Linked DNA regions of Capra hircus: region 2 is linked to region 1. Evidence: chromatin contacts called from public Hi-C data. All regions are on one chromosome and are shown on one strand. Each heading gives the region's core, a stretch centred on a gene start, on an enhancer-like site or on the middle of the called end of the contact. The rest is flanking DNA. Distances are from core to core; before and after follow the strand shown. Region 1 overlaps LPIN2 (phosphatidate phosphatase LPIN2). Region 2 overlaps MYOM1 (myomesin-1).

Region 1 (3,419 bases), core at 559-3,058:
CACTGGCCATAACACACTCAATTTCCTGCAAAAAGTAAACAGAATTAAAAGATGGAAAAACGATCACCCCATGACCCCAAGAAGAAGAAGAAGATTTAGGGAGTCCCAGCCGAGAGGTCCCGGGCAACCCAGCCTGCCACACACACACAAGACAAAGGATGACGTTAGTCAGAAAATCTTTCCTTAGAGGAAAATCCATCAAGGGCCACCAGCCAAACATGAGAAAACATGAAGAGCTCAGTTTACAAAAGGAGGTAAGACCAGAAAAGGCCAAAGAACTGGCTAGGACAGTCGGACACACAGGTGCTCAAGTCCCACAGGGTTGTTGGAACCAGCCCTGCTAAGCAACCCCCTTCTCATGAGTGACTTGACTCTCCTGGGCCAACTCTCGGACAGAGTAACCCCTGCTACTTTTGCCAGAAAGACCATTTCACTCAGCAGACAGCTTTGGCAACGTGAGGCCTTCCTCTCATGTCTCAGGCTCGGGGCTGCCAGGTCCCAGCCCTACAATTATTCCAGCAACTTCACAGAAGAGAAGGCAGCTGGGGCTGAGCTGACCCTGGCCGCCCAGTACATGGGGCAGCCCAAGAACCTGTCCTTAGGCTCACAGCTCTCCCACCCACCGACACGCGGGGTCACCCCAACCCAAGGCACCTAAATGAGGGGCGAAAAGTCTGACGTCCAAGGGAGACCCCGCCACCTCCATGAGACCCCAGGGCTGCGTTCCCGGCACGGCTCACCACCCAGGGCGGACGAAGCTGCCCACCCACCTTTGGAGATCTCTCCGTTCTCGCTGAGGCCACCGCAGAGCGACAGGGTGACGTCGGGCAGGTCCATGGCGGAGTCCGAGAGGCACTCGGTGCCGCTGTCGGCTGCCGCGCTGCCCACCGACTGGGGGGACTGGGAGCCGGACAGCGTGTCGGACTCGGGCCACTGCCGGGAGCCGGGCTCCGACTCACTGCAGGGAGAAAGGCACCGGCCATCACACCCCTGCCCTGAGCCTGATGGCCAAGCTCAGGGCTCCCTGCCCCGGACGCGGCTTCGCTTAGGCAGTGTTCAGACCCTATCCTAGACAACACTGAGACAACGCAACAGTGCTGCTGAGGAATTAACTGAACACAGTAAACACGCACACACCGATCGCTCACAGTCACGCGAACCATCGATGATGGCCCTTCTGACTTATCAAAGGGATGAAAGAGTTACAAGCATTCATTTACATGACAAAATGACAGGGTAAGAAAAACCTGATGTCTGGAAACCTTCTGATCTTAACTTCCTACAAAAGGCTGTGGTACTATACTCCTCTCGGAGAAAACTGCTGTAGTCCAAGAGGGTATTATTGTTAAAAACAAGGCTTTTCTAAATTCATTTATTACCTCATGAAAACAAAACGAAGAAATTAACCAAGTAAAAGTTCTCAGGAGGCTGGACACACCTCAAGAAAGAAATGCACCAAGAAACCAGAAATAAACTGTTCCTACACTGGTGAGCCTCAGAACCAAAGTTGAGGTTACTCAACGTTTTCAGTTTTCTAAACAAGGCGTGGAAGCCAGGTTTTAGAAGCTGATCCTAAAGGAAACTTTTTGTAATGGAGCATAAATTTGAGAGGAAAAGGACATGGAAATGACACCTTACATCTCTTAGTCATGAATGCTTCCTACTCTACACCTTCTGAACGGATACTTTTAGAGTTATTTTATTTTTTTAAAAGCCAGTACATAAATGCATGTCATCTCATGAAGTTATATGATGTTTAAAAGAAAATCTGAAATTTGAGCAGTAGGTGGCAGCACAGTACAGCTAAGTCATAAATAGAAAGCCGTTGCAAACACTAACGTTTTGCACTTGAGCCTCTGAAGAGGAGATGCTGGTGTTGGACTGGGCGATGCACACCCACACCACAGTTTTGAGAGTAATCGGATCAACAGAACGTGCTGCTAACCGGAGACGGTGAAAAAGCCAAGGCCACCTAGGCGGCAAGCGCCGGCTGTTGTGCTGGGGCTCCAGCAAGGCTGACCTCGGGGTGAAACAAGCACCTCGTGCTCACCCTCCTGGGCACATGGGCGGCCCCTGCAGTCAGGTATAGCCATGTGATCAGACGACTGTGCTGTCCCTATGGACAGAAGGCATGTGCCGCCTCCTTCCCAAGCCGGGCCCCAGAAAACTGCGCCCCCAGCGGCCCTCCCCTTTCCCTGTCGAGGCCCCATGGGGACAGGGGAGCCTCAGGATGGGAGGGGCTGGTGCTCTGGGGCCCCCATGCGCAAGGCCCCCACCAACACCATCACATGAGCAAGAAATGACTTGCTGTGGTCAAGCCACCGAGGTCGTGAGTTTTACTAGTTACAGCAGCTGGTGTGACCCTGACTGACGCCCCCGCTGAATACATGGAAGACGCCGACCAACTCAACAGTGGGCTGTTAGAACCACGGGACTGTGTGCTTCAGGGTCAAGTTCAGCTCTAGTTACAAACACTAGCTCTTCAGTCAGGGGGCCGGTGACCACGAAGAGAAAACGAACGCCTGTGAGCCTTCCAACAGCCTCCCTGTCTTGCTTCCAGACACAATCACGCATGACGTGAGTGGCTACGGCCCCAGACGGTCAGGCTGCAACCGCACAGGGTGGCCCCCGTGCAGCAGTCATGCTCCCCGTGCTTCAAAAAAGCAAACTAAGAAATGTCTTACATCTGTCCCGATGTAAACAAATGGTTACGGACTGGGAAATCACAAACAAAGAGGTAATGTCAAGATAGCTTACGATGGGAAAAAAAAAAAAAAAAGGACCAGTTTCACTTCTCTCCCCTTAAAAACCCAACTACTACTCCAAACAAACGGGAGAAAGTTAGGGCGTTTTAAGGATCCTGCAAAAATATCTGTAAAAATTAAGTATCCTCACCCCAATCCTGTCTATTTTAAATAAAACCTTCAGATATGCTTTTCAATAATTTGTTTAAAAGTATTTAATTATGTGTGACTATGGCTCAGTGTATTCAAGCCATGAGAACTTGGGGAAAAGTAAACACTGCTCTTGTGATCACAGAATATTATTTAATAAAATGGAATTTCCCCAAGAATGGAAATGGCCTTGGGAAAACCGCCCAAGTCTATCACTGCTAAGGTTTTGGTGTTATTCCAAGCAGGGAGTCACAGAGGAGGAAGGGATGGCTTGGAAAGGAGGAAGGGGAAGTTTGGAAAGGCCCTGGAAAGGGCCCCACCAGATCCAGGCCTGTGAGTAAGCACAGCCTCAGTGAAGAGCAGAGGCCCGCTTTGTAAAGTGTTTCTGAATAAAGACATATCACCTCTAAACACATAATAAAGGAAACAATGCTAATGAACAGGAGGAGCTAATCTGATGTCACATCCGTGTTACGCCCTTACTACAAGAGCTTGATGGGGACACCTTCTCACTGTACTGAACAT
Region 2 (3,419 bases), core at 477-2,976, 170 kb after region 1:
TTCTGGAATTGTACTCACACAAGCAAGGGGAATAGCCTGTGTCCATATACTCTTCAATGTGTATCTCCTGAACCACGTAGGCTCTCTCACCCTACTTAAGAGATAGCATATACCTAGGAGAAACCTATTGAGAACAATGTAAGCCTGGCTGTTCTGTATCTGTCATATGAAGATGAAAGTGATGGTGGGCTTTGTTGATCATGCAGTGAAGCTCAACCAAAGGGATCTCTTTCCATTACTTTTAAAACTTACTCACAAATGGAAGCATTTTTGATCCCGAGTAAATAAAATGAGTGACTCAGGCAGTACAGAGTCACAGAGGAAATTCATTTCTGTGATTGTAGAAAGACATCAGAGAGAATGGTTCAACTCTTGCTTTAGATGAGGTACTTTCCACCAGAGTGTGTACAAAAACAGGAAGGTGAAATGCAAGATAACTTATTTTCAATTCCGGCAAATCTTATTTTCATTGAAATTTATAAAGGAGGAGTAAATGAAAATATGAGATGGAATTAAGAAAGATGGAGGGAAGCTGGATGAAAAGTGAAAAGTGAAAAAGCAGGTGAAAAGTGACTGGAGAGCAATTGAGGAGCCTGATCAGGGAAAGTCTCCAGAGAGAAGGTGGCATCATTTTATTAGATTTTTTATTGATGCCACTGCTTGTACTTAAGGTCAAGAAAAGCTGTAAATGTGGTAAATGCACAGACCAGTAGTCCTCAGCTGGGGTGATTTTGTGCCCCCAGGGACATTAGGTAACATCTGGAGATAATTTTGATCGTCACGATGGGGGTGAGGTGGTAAGAGTGCAGATTCTACAGACATCTAGTGGGTAGAGGCCAACGATGCTGCTAAGCATCTCACAATGCACAGAACAGCCCCCACAACAAAGAGATACCTGGCCTAAAATGTCAGCAGAGCCAAGGTTGAGAAATCTGGCATAGACTGAAGTATGAAGGTCCAAAAATTCTTCACTGTCATTTTATGGTCCCTATTGTTAAGGATGCTATATTGGTTCCCATGAAACAAAAGCAGATCATAATTTACATACCACTATTTTGACATCGAGACTTGGAGTCTAACTATATGAAAAGATTGTTTTTGACTGCCTAATATGGAAACTCGAGTACTGATAGATCAGATATAATGTTGTAAATGTGATTTTCCTTTGATATCAAAAGCTCACAGCAGTGCGATACTCATGCTATAAGGGATAAATTCAGCGTTAAGAAAATTACAATTTTAAGAAACTAAACCAGAAAGAAAAGTATATTTGAAAAAAAAAGATATTTGAAGTGTTCTAATAAAATGAATAAAAATGCTCTTCAAGCTCCAGGTTTTCATATTTTCATTTCAAACACAATGCCTGGAACTCAGCTAAATAAGGCAAAGACTCTTAATAAAATAAACCCCTTAGTGAATAGATAAATTAAAAAACAGAAGAAGTTTTTGTTTTTGTTTTCTTCCCCCTGGCATTTTTCTGATCAGTAAAGGATTTCTTATTCTCTTCTCCCTCTGGTGGACGAGGGAAGAATAACCTTGCAATGGGATCTACTGCAATCATTTTTAAAAGGTCATTCTGAAAAATGAGAAACACTTACTCTTCAGTCTAGCTTTCTCAGCCGGGTCCAGAGCTGCCACAGGCTCGGAGACTCGAGAGGGCAGGCCTATCCCAACTTTGTTCACAGCTCGAACTCGGAATATGTAAGAACGGCCTTCGATCAACCCAGTGACAGGGAAACGAGCAAATTTCACAGGAATGTCATTGCACTGAGACCAAGTGTCTGTGCCCACCTCACATCTAAGGGAGAGAGAGAGGACAGGAATATGAGAGGAAGGATGGCTAAGTAGATGGCGTCAGGGCTGCAAAGCCACCCCAGTGCTTCAGGGCTTTGCTCTGTAAAACCTCCACCTGGAGCAGCCTGCAGCAGATACATAGCTGCAGGCACTCAGCTCCACTCAATTGCAACGGATCTACTCTAACAGGAAAGAAGCCTCAGAGCTTTCATGGAGACTTGTACATCCTTCCACCTCTCTAAAAGCGGGCAGCTGAGGGGTCTCCTGTGCTAAGCAGAGGAGCTTTTCAGGGGGAAAAGAAGCAGGCAGGTATGCACAGTTTTTACATAGCAGAAGGGGGAGGACCCCCCAAACATCCCCCTCAGATAAGGTCTTCAGTTCTACCACTAGTGACTTCTTTCTTTATCGTTCTTATGCATTTTCTTTTAAAAATGGAACTGTGGTTAAGAAAGTTAACACCTTACAAGACACCTCTCTGTACTATAGTCTGGAAAGAGCTCACCGGTGGTCACTACACGCGGTGTGGGTGGAACAGCGAGATGGGCACTGTATTTTTTTTCTTATCAGATGAGACTGATGAGATGTAGGGAAATCCTTGGGCCTAGCAAGGGAAGGCTAAGTCCCTGGAACTTCTGATTTCTTACTGGGGGCCTTTACAGCAGCCGACGGCTAGGGAGAGAGGGGTCACATCCCAGGAGAAAAAGATGACAGTCCATATCATGCTTTCCGCCTGATCAATAGAGTCTGAGGGGCCCAATGTGTGACCTCAGAATGCAGCGGTAACTCACTATTTTTTATGAGCAGAGCACTGCACTTTGAATTTTTATCACTTCCCCAACTCGGCTCTCTGTCCAAAGGGTATAATTGCCCAAAGGATTCTCAAGGGGGAGGAGGGTGCCAATGGCAGTGCAAAGGCAGTTAGAGTGGGGGCGGGGGTACATTATTTTCACTTCCTTGCCATCACCCTTCCATTCTTTGAGAGAAATGGACATTTTCTTCAATCTTATGTGAAATGGTATCAAATAAGGCTTCAGTCTATGCCTTCCACTCCCTCCCCCTGAATTTTCCTTTGTAAGAATTCTGGAGCTGCTGTGAACTGGCCAGCGGGGAGAGATAGAAGGCTTGGACAAGCAACAGACCTCCCCTGCCTCCAGGAATTCTGCCAGGAAGCTCCCTCTTCCCCTGAGCAGATACTGTCTTGGTAACCAGTGGTCCTGGAACTCACTTCCAAACTGTCATGTGGGCAGAAAGGAAGGTGGGGAGCAGCTGCTCTGGAGACTTTCACAGCAAGAACCCAAACTTACCATTTCGCCACTAGGACACAGTGATGGGTCAGCTACTTGCTTCCTATCTGTAATAATGGCACATACCTCTCAAAGAGAGGCTATGGGTTAATGGGGCAGGCACATGAAGTGTTTAGAACAGCGCCATGCACACAGCAAATGCTTAATAAATATTCACCACATTAAGGTTATTTTCATTATGGCTAAAGCAAGAAGAAAACAAGATGTACTGATTATCTCTGGTCTTTCAATGATCAAAGTCTGAAAATTCTTTGTAAATCTACCAAAGACAATAATGTGGAAACTGTAAGGATGAAAAAGAACCTACCTAAAATTTCACAA

The links. A called contact is a pair of places that touch in the nucleus more often than the background predicts.
Region 2: a contact with region 1 is called in a Hi-C map of blood, with 3 times the contacts expected there. The contact joins two enhancer-like sites. A contact is called at or near these places in 2 of 5 Hi-C or Micro-C datasets (both in blood).

What each region holds. Positions count from the first base shown.
Region 1 is chr24:37,527,758-37,531,176 of ARS1.2, forward strand. LPIN2 (phosphatidate phosphatase LPIN2) reads right to left here. Exons shown (of 20, transcript XM_005697070.2): 9 at 771-958. Among named protein-coding and RNA genes, the nearest start is that of EMILIN2, 74 kb to the left of the region's middle. Within about 2 kb of position 1,809, at least 2 of the 5 cell types and tissues checked have an H3K27ac peak or open chromatin away from gene starts, as enhancers often do.
Region 2 is chr24:37,701,940-37,705,358 of ARS1.2, forward strand. It overlaps MYOM1 (myomesin-1), which reads right to left. Exons shown (of 38, transcript XM_018039757.1): 12 at 1,599-1,798. Among named protein-coding and RNA genes, the nearest start is that of MYOM1, 52 kb to the right of the region's middle. Within about 2 kb of position 1,727, at least 1 of the 5 cell types and tissues checked has an H3K27ac peak or open chromatin away from gene starts, as enhancers often do.